Linked DNA regions of Mus musculus: regions 1 and 2 are each linked to region 3. Evidence: chromatin contacts called from public HiChIP or PLAC-seq data. All regions are on one chromosome and are shown on one strand. Each heading gives the region's core, a stretch centred on a gene start, on an enhancer-like site or on the middle of the called end of the contact. The rest is flanking DNA. Distances are from core to core; before and after follow the strand shown.

The links. HiChIP or PLAC-seq counts read pairs in DNA pulled down with a chosen protein or histone mark.
Region 1: a contact with region 3 is called in an H3K27ac HiChIP or PLAC-seq map of embryonic stem cells, with 5 times the contacts expected there. The contact joins the promoter of 4732416N19Rik here to the promoter of Klhl42 in region 3. A contact is called at or near these places in 10 of 39 promoter capture datasets (the 3T3-L1 cell line, the C10 cell line, HPC-7-derived erythroid cells and 5 more), 1 of 15 datasets of contacts at CTCF or cohesin (large pre-B cells), 4 of 484 Hi-C or Micro-C datasets (CD4 T cells, CD8 T cells and uterus), 17 of 115 datasets of contacts at active chromatin or transcription factors (the 230-238 cell line, astrocytes, differentiating embryonic stem cells and 9 more) and 4 of 9 other capture datasets (adipose tissue, embryonic stem cells, liver and 1 more).
Region 2: an H3K4me3 HiChIP or PLAC-seq map of the 230-238 cell line shows a contact between it and region 3, with 6 times the contacts expected there. The contact joins the enhancer-like site here to the promoter of Klhl42 in region 3. A contact is called at or near these places in 6 of 39 promoter capture datasets (the 3T3-L1 cell line, 3T3-L1-derived adipocytes, the HPC-7 cell line and 2 more), 9 of 115 datasets of contacts at active chromatin or transcription factors (the 230-238 cell line, T-cell acute lymphoblastic leukemia, astrocytes and 5 more) and 2 of 9 other capture datasets (adipose tissue and embryonic stem cells).

What each region holds. Positions count from the first base shown.
Region 1 is chr6:148,211,031-148,213,730 of GRCm38.p6, reverse strand. It overlaps 4732416N19Rik (RIKEN cDNA 4732416N19 gene), which reads right to left and starts at 1,443. Exons shown (of 2, transcript NR_015615.1): 1 at 1,301-1,443. It overlaps Ergic2 (ERGIC and golgi 2), which reads left to right and starts at 1,357. Exons shown (of 14, transcript NM_026168.4): 1 at 1,357-1,761.
Region 2 is chr6:148,172,164-148,174,863 of GRCm38.p6, reverse strand. Far2 (fatty acyl CoA reductase 2) reads right to left here. Exons shown (of 12, transcript NM_001347516.1): 10 at 1,337-1,466; 11 at 836-963. Among named protein-coding and RNA genes, the nearest start is that of 4732416N19Rik, 39 kb to the left of the region's middle. Within about 2 kb of position 1,398, at least 3 of the 459 cell types and tissues checked have an H3K27ac peak or open chromatin away from gene starts, as enhancers often do. A contact at or near this core is called in the 230-238 cell line, where this site is marked.
Region 3 is chr6:147,089,698-147,092,397 of GRCm38.p6, reverse strand. Klhl42 (kelch-like 42) reads right to left here and starts at 1,323. Exons shown (of 3, transcript NM_001081237.1): 1 at 31-1,323. The coding sequence starts at 866.

The sequences.
Region 1 (2,700 bases), core at 194-2,693, 1.1 Mb before region 3:
AATCTACGGAGAATTAAAAGGATGTCATAAAAATATAGTTTGAGCATTTTAACCCTACTCCTAAACCTCTCTTCAATAAATGAAACATAATGGGATGGAGTCTCTAAAAAGCAGACTGTTTCCCATATATTATGCCACCAATAATATGAAAATTAACCTATAAAGTCAGGCAGGTCTTCCTGGCAATGTAGTTCAGTGGTACAGCTTCACTTGTATCAGGCTCCAAATCTGATGCCAAGCACCAGACAAAACAACAAAACGAAGCAAAGAAAGAGAAGCATTAAAGAAAACCAGAGAAGCTAAATGATTGATTCATTGGTTAAGAAGTTTCACTCTTCGGGAAAAATTAACTTTTATGCTTGTTAGCTTTTAAAATTGTTTTTCTAAAAATAGCAGGGTCAAATTATTTAGTTTTGCTATGTTGTGAAACCCAACTCTCAGGGGGATCGTTATTACTCTAAAGGAAACGTGCCCTGGAGACAAAGGATCAGGTGTAACTAAATGAACAACAGTCCTGCCTTTATCCAAGCTACAGCCTATACACTGTAGACCTGGGTATGGAGACGACAGGGAGGAGCTGCCGATAGATTACAAGTGAGGTAAGTTTGCATTTTAGACATGTATCAACACATTATTATGCCCATTTGACAGATGAGGGGATAGAGATACAAAGAAATGCAATATGCTCAAAGTCACGATATTAACAAGTTAGATTGGATATTTAATTTAGGTAATCTTGGCTTGAGGCTGTGTTTATTATCCACGAACCTTAAGTCAAATAGGAATTTATGATTAATTGGAGTAGTCTTGAAAGTCTGGAGATTAAATTGCCACCAGAGTGCATGCATTTGTCCTTGGTTTGAAGGATGAGGGTCTCTTTTCAGTAAAGGAGTATACACACAGTCAATCTGTAGTCAAGATCTCCCAGCCTGTTTCTCTTTGACAGCTCTTAACTACTCTTTACCTCCCTCTTAAAACTCAAACCCTTACCTACTAACCAAGTAAATAGTGGTATTTCTTGGCAATAGTATTGTGAAGATTAGAGAAAACAGTGCTTTCTGTGTAGACATTCGTCATAAGTACGCTTTCCTTAAAACTGTTTTTAAACCACAACGCGTGCCTGTAAAATTTGGTAGCAAATGGGTAGGACGGGAGCTTGAGTGGGTTCCTCTCCAGCATTTCGGAGCCAACTTTTTTTCCAAAGCCCCTCTATTCCGTCCTGTGCTGTGAAGGGCCATGAGCACACACTGTCGGGCTTTCTTGCGTAGCTTACTTTTAGGGAATCCTTAAGCACACTGACCGAATAATCGAAACCGTTCTCCACGCCCGACAAGGGAGGTTTAGGTGTTGTAGACCGGAATAAATGAAGACGCAAAGCCGGAGGCCTCTCAACCACCTGAGCTGCAGTGTGGCCGGCGCCTTAAGGTGGCTGGTGATCACTTCCGGTCTGTAGTGCGGAGCGCCGTTCCAGTCGGTTTGTCTCGGGGTCAGGCGGAAGGTAACTTCCCCTTCCTGGAAAGGGACCGGCCTCCTATTTTCACTTAGTTTCCACGTAGCCACGCCCCTTTCAGGTTGACCGCGCCGCTTGATTAGATCACATACCGTCAACGCGGAAAGTATCGCGAGTTCTCCATTTGCGCTCCCTTCGGACATGGTCAGCCGTGAGAGTTGCTCTTGTTCTCGCGAGATCTTCGTGTGCGCCGGGCTCGGGCGACCCGGGCTTCTGTGAAACATGGCGGTCGGCTGGGACCGTACCACTAGGTAAGACGCTAAAACCCTGCCGGGGCCGTTTCCTTCGGCGGTTACGGGCGGACGGGGACCTGGGCGCGGCTGAGGGGGCTCCCAGGCCTGGCACTGGCCTGTACTCGTCGCGGCTCTGCGGAGCAGCTGGCCGCGGAGCCGCTCCGCTGCCCGGGGGCGTTCCTGCCGAGTGCCGCCGGCGTCCGCGCCCGCGGCCAGGGAGCTTCGGTGATCGGCCGCGCCCTTCGTTGTCTCGTCCAGGCTGTCGTGGACAGCAGCGACCCTGCCAGCACCGTGGTCACTCTCGCCGTAAATTAAAAGCCGGGCCTAGAGAGGGGCCGGGGCGGGCGCAGACGCCGAGGCAGGTGGTGTGTGTGTGTCCCGTTTGTCAGCTGTTGACCCATCCAGGGGATGACGGCTCAGCTCCTGATACGGGACCGCCGTGGGTATCGTAGACGAGATCTCGGAGATCTACGGGCAAACGTGTCATTAACTTTAGGCGTGCAATTCGGTGCCCTAGGCTATAGGCAAGTAACAGCTGTTTCGGTGTTTCGAGATAGGCTTTCGTTCGGAAGCAATTAAAGATAGTTAAATTAGGCATTCTTCATTGGTTTGAAGTTGTAATTCCGAATTTCACTTCTCCAACCTCCAGTGTACGTCCGTACCTAAAGAAACGAGTGTGCTGCTGCCTTGCGGAAGGTCTCTTTGCCTACCTTTCTTATTAGTTAACCTTAAGTTACTATTCCAGCTTGTAGAGGAAGATCCTGAGAAATAGAAATTCCATGCTTTTGTAGTGAGGGTCCTGGGAAGCAGCTTTCTTTCAGATAGTAAACTTGACTGCTTTGCTGAGTATTACACCTGATTTCACTTCGGAGGTACACATTAAAGAAACATGGCAAGTTAGAGGACTTCTGAAAGGAAGTCACTGTAGTCTAGAACATGAACAACAAAGATTTACAA
Region 2 (2,700 bases), core at 149-2,648, 1.1 Mb before region 3:
TATTTTAGAAGCTTGTTTTTTGCAATTGTGATTCATGGATGAAAGTAATATTTTCAAAATCCACTCTTGGTCTTTTCAATATTGAAAACCCTCTCTGACCAGTGAGACTGCTAAGTGGGTAAGTGCACTTTTGGAGCAAGCCTGGAACTTGAGTTGGAACCCATGTAAGGGTCAAAGGAATGAATTTGACTCCACAGGCACTATGGCATGCACACCCACACACCATGCACAAACAGTTTTAGAATGATCACTGTCTTATTGGCTGGAGGATAGATAGTGAACTTTGAAACCTGCTTTTCAAGTGTCCTTCCTTTTAGTGGTCTGTCTGTTCATTTTTACCATCTGCACTACAGACTGTTAGTTTTTGCAGGAATCATGACCCGAATACTCTTATTTGTCAGGGATTTTGACTAAAATAGGAAGGAGCTGTAGGAATCGAAGAGTAATTATGTGATTTTTCCAACGTATGTAGCATGGTCTGCCCTTTGGGTACCCCTGAGGTCATACTGTGGTAAGGTGCACAAGAACAAACAAACTTGGGCTCAAGCCTGGCTCTAGTATTTGTTTCTATGAAAAACATTTTGTTGTTGTTGTTGTTGTGCCCTAAATACTTCCTGGGTTAATGGGATAACAAAAAGACCTCAGGAGTAAGGTCTAAATTAATGTTGTATATTATAGGATAGTATGGAATGCAGGGTCTGTAATGCTCAAGAAATGTGAATCCAGCCTCATAGTAGCTGCTGCATAAATGCTGAGTAATTTAATTCATACACGTTCTAGTATAAAGTTAGTCAGCAGTAGAACCTCACAGATGGATACCAGTGAGTGTGCCTACCTTCTTAGGTGTTGCTTTGCTTTGGGGATACCGGCCAGATCCTCTTTTAGTAGATACTTCTTAACCCCCAAAACGTAATTTTCAATGTATTCGAGCCAGTTCAACTGACGCACATCAAAGTTGAATACCTGCAAAGCAAGAGATATAGACTGCCAGCATTGCACTGCCAGGCAGTCACCTTGTCCATTGTGGTTACCTGGAGCTCATGGAGCTTATTAATATGTCAATATGGCCAGAGTTGCTGGCCAGTGAGCCTCAGGCACCCAGCTGTCCCCACCTCCCTGCCACTGTTACCAAGCAGGCCACACAGCAATGAAGGTCCAATCACAGTTCACAGACAAGGTCTCTTAGCTGTACTGAGCTTGTTTCCTGTGAGTGCTGACATTATTGTGTGGTTTTCTTAGGAGGAGAAAAATCCTGTCTATATAGCTAGCACTCCCCTATCATCTGGTCACATAATTCTGAGTTCCCATTGTGCTCTGGAGTCAGAGCCATACTCACTCTCTGGTCTTCAGGACTGAGCTCTGACAGAAGCATCTCCGTGTTGTTTGTGCTCCATTCCCAACTGTGGTTGATGAAATACTCCAGCATGGAAATGGTTTTTAGCAGCCGGTTCATGAGCTTCAGCATTCTGAGGGAAAGACCAGTTAGGAGCTGGTGCCCTGCATCCTGCCTGCTAACTCTTCTTGCACAGTGCAGGGTGGCTGAGTATCATTAAGTACAAGTGCTGGTGGACTCCTGGCAGTGACACCAGCTCCCAGGAGGCCAAGGCAGGAAGACCAGCCTGGACTACTCAGTGAAGTCAAGTCCAGTAAAACTGTCTAGAGAACAAAACAAAAAATGTATCTCCTTTCCTCCAAGTTCTCAGAATTCTTTTTTGAGCTTCCAGATCACTTCCCTCTTTTGGCTAGTTTACAATAATAACAATTTCTACTATCAAGTTTCATGTTTATCTTTGATAAAGTACCTTATACCTCCTTCCTGTAAGTCCCAGCAACGAATCTAACAAAGTGCCCACTCTCGCTAAAATACACTTGTGGTCGATACTAGAAGGGTTTATAAGTTTCTGTGGAAGTTAGAATACTTATTTCTTCTCCACACTTTTCCCTTTAATTCTGTTAAATAACTGAGAGAGAATGAACCTAACAGTGTCTATCAGACATTTATTTACATCCTCCCAAGCACCCACCTCTCTCTCATCAGACATTGCAAAACTAAGCTAGTTACTGGCTTGAAAGGATTACTGTTTTTGTTTGGTTTTGATTTTGAGTCAGACCTTTAGAAAGCTAATTTCTTTTTATTACATGTTCTTAAAATTTGTAAAACTAAAAATAGGACCTCAGGTCTTAGTAGAAAAACTTCAGCTTAGTACTGGAGTATAGTCAATTCTGTTACAAATTGTGATGCTCTGGGAATTTGGCCTTATTCTTTGTTCAAGTTCCCATCAACTATTGAGAGAATTTCATGGGAAATATCTTGTTTGAGAAGTAGATTTAAATAGTCTAGGAACAGTAGTTGTATAGTGTGTCACTATCCAAGGAGTATTCATTTTTAGAAAAACAACAAAAATGTTATTCTTAGGTAGAGGACTTTTGTACATAAAACACAAAACATGTAAAGAAAAACTCAGAACTTAGTCACAACAGTGATTATTATATTCTATGCTCTTTTATGTCAAATACATATGTTTTCTATCCCATTTTTATAGAAGAGTTAGAATTTAGAAAGAAAGTATATTTTATGACTCATGGCTAAATTAGTGAAGCCAAGATTTTAATTCTGGCTCCCAACTTCACAATGTCAGATCCTACAGTGACTGGCCTTATAAAAAGCCATAAGAGGATTATTTTGGGGCCAGTAATAGA
Region 3 (2,700 bases), core at 74-2,573:
GAAGGGTGCAGACACCCCCTTTGCACTTACCGCTTCTGGTTCATGGAGGCCACCTGCAGCCACTCGTTGGTGATGGGATTGTAGGAGTGTGCGGCAGAGATCTCCTGGCTGGTGATCCTGTAACCACCCACGATGAAGAGGTAGTTGTCCAAAATGGCTGAGCCGTAGCCCCTGACGTTCACCAGGTCGGGGGGCAGGTTGTTGGCCAGGGGGAACCAGCGCTCCGTGGTCTCCTCGTACCTAAGCATGGACGGGGGTTCCCCCTGATACGGGTGCGGGGCAAGGGGTCCCCCGAGGAAGTCCCCCAGGGCCACCAGGACCGGGGTCCCGCGCATGCGGGCCTCCCTCAGCCTCTGCTTCAGGCTGCAGTCCCCGGGGGCCTGCGGCGGCGACAACAGTAGCGGGAATTGCGGCTGACACAGCACCTGGTGGAAGCGCAGCACCATGAAGCGCAGGCAGGCGTCCTGCAGGTCGGGCAGTCCGTACACCTGCGCCAGGCGGTACAGCTCCAGGCAGTTGCCCAGACGCACGTGCGACAGCAGCAAGCGCAGAAGCGCCGTGACCTGCAGAAAGGACGCGGCCTCCACCATCTCGGACAGCACACTAGCCTCGGCCAGCTCGTCCTCGCTCAGGCCCCAGCCCTCGCGCGCGCCGCCCGCGTTGATGAAGTCCAGCACCAGCCGCAGGCCCGGAGCGCTCAGGCCGCGCAGCTGCTGCACCTCCGGGCCCACCTCGGGCCGCACGGCCTCGCGCATGCCGGAGCGGTAGAGCGCGCGGAAGTAGTCGCTCTGTTCGATCAGCTTGCTCTTGCTCACCGGGTAGCAGCGGTCTTCCAGGCGGATCTGCACCATCTCCTCGGCCGACATGGCTGGGCCGCTGCGCCCCGCCGCTCGGCCGCTCAGGCTCCTCCCCCGGGCGCACAGCCTCCGCCGAGCCCGGCCTGCGCTCTCGCTTCCTTCCTTCCGCCGCCGCGGGCCGCGGGCCCCGGGCTCAGCCCCGCCGGTGCGTCACACGCCCTCCGAGTAAACGGCCTCTCTGATCTTTAATCCATGTGTCTATGTGGGTTCCTCCGCTACAATGCAGGTGCCAGGAAGCCAAAGGCGGCAGATCACCCTGCAGCCTGAGGTAAGGGCGGTTGTGAGCTGCCCTACGCGGAAACGGAGCTCCTGTCCTCCGCAGCAGGAGTGTGCACTCTTAACCACTGTGCATTTCTCCAGCACGGTGTTGTTAGGAAACAAACAAACGCGTCGGTTCGCGGTGCTCGCCCCCTACGCACAAGTCACCGTACTTGATCTTCTGGTGTTTCCCGCAGCCCCACAGTCCCTGTGTGAGTTTTCCTGGGCCAGTCAGTACTGCGAGGTTTTAGATCCGCGGGGTGGTTCCAGAGTGGACTAACGGATTACTAGGGCTAAGCAATTTATTAGAAGAGTTATTAACTCCATGGACAAGACAGACAGATAGGAAGGCAGGCAGTGGCATGGTTCAAACCCCAGCACCAAGACAGCAGAGTCTCTGAGCAGCAAAAAGGGCAGGTGGGTGGAGAGGATGCGGAGATGGGGATGCGGAGATGAAGATGCGTCAGAGCTGTCCCCTCTGGGTAGCACTTGCCCGCTCTCATCCCTATCTACCCCACCACCACCATCCCATCATAGCTGTTAGGAAAGAACATTTTCCTATGTTCCCTGGCGGGACGCTTGGTTAGAAGGCTGGATCCCAAAGGCTGTAATGAAGCGATAGTGTCTGCCCTGGTACCCATGGTGCCCTGCCTTGCATTCCCCAGCATTACTGTGTCCGTCGGCTGCTTCACAGAGAGAGGGCTGTCGGCCATTATATTCTGCAGAATACACACAAAGGTAAGGAACTATGAAGTACAGAAAACATTCTAGCAGGATCCGGCCTTCCCATGGGAAAGAGACACAACACATGGACCTGAGGCTTGCTATGCCTTACTTTCTTGGATACTCTGAGAAACTTGGAACACAGCCCCGTGATTGACAGGCCTGCAATCATTCCTGGCAGGCTTCCGTTCCCCATCTGTCACTCTCAGTGTTTGGGGTATGAGGAGGGTTTCAGGTGAGGGGCCAAGGATTTAGTAGATTCTACAGCAAGGCAAAATGCCACAGCTACCATTAGACATCAGGCTGGGGGCTTCTGGGAGGGCTGACTTAAAAAAGGCTGGACCTGGATCTGTCTGCGCCTCCATCAGCAAGGCAGGATTCAGTGAGTCACCAGAAGAACAGGCTCTTAGTCTCTGGCTCTTTAGAATCTTTACCAATGGAAGCTTTTGTTTCCAGACCAACTGGTATTCTCTTGCCTTTTAAAACAAACCAGAAAGCCAACCTTTGAGAATGATTCTCATTAGAGAGGCAATTCAACCCTGGTCACATTACCACAGTGAGGTCAGCTGGACTGCAATCTGAAGTGGTACCTGACAATACTGGGCACCGCTCCTGCAAGATTTTAACCCCTGGCCATACGATGGGGCATCTTAAAAGATCCAATAACTTCAGTAAACCACACAGTGTTCTAAAAAGCTGGGCATAAAGACAAATACATATAAACTTCTTTGTTACAAAGTATTTAAGCTATAGTAGTATCAAGGCTTCATGAACACGTTGTTTAATGTCATCATTGAGTGGATGAAGCTGTCATTGATCATTAAACACTGACAATTGGTGCTCAGGGTCACAGCCCTAAGGG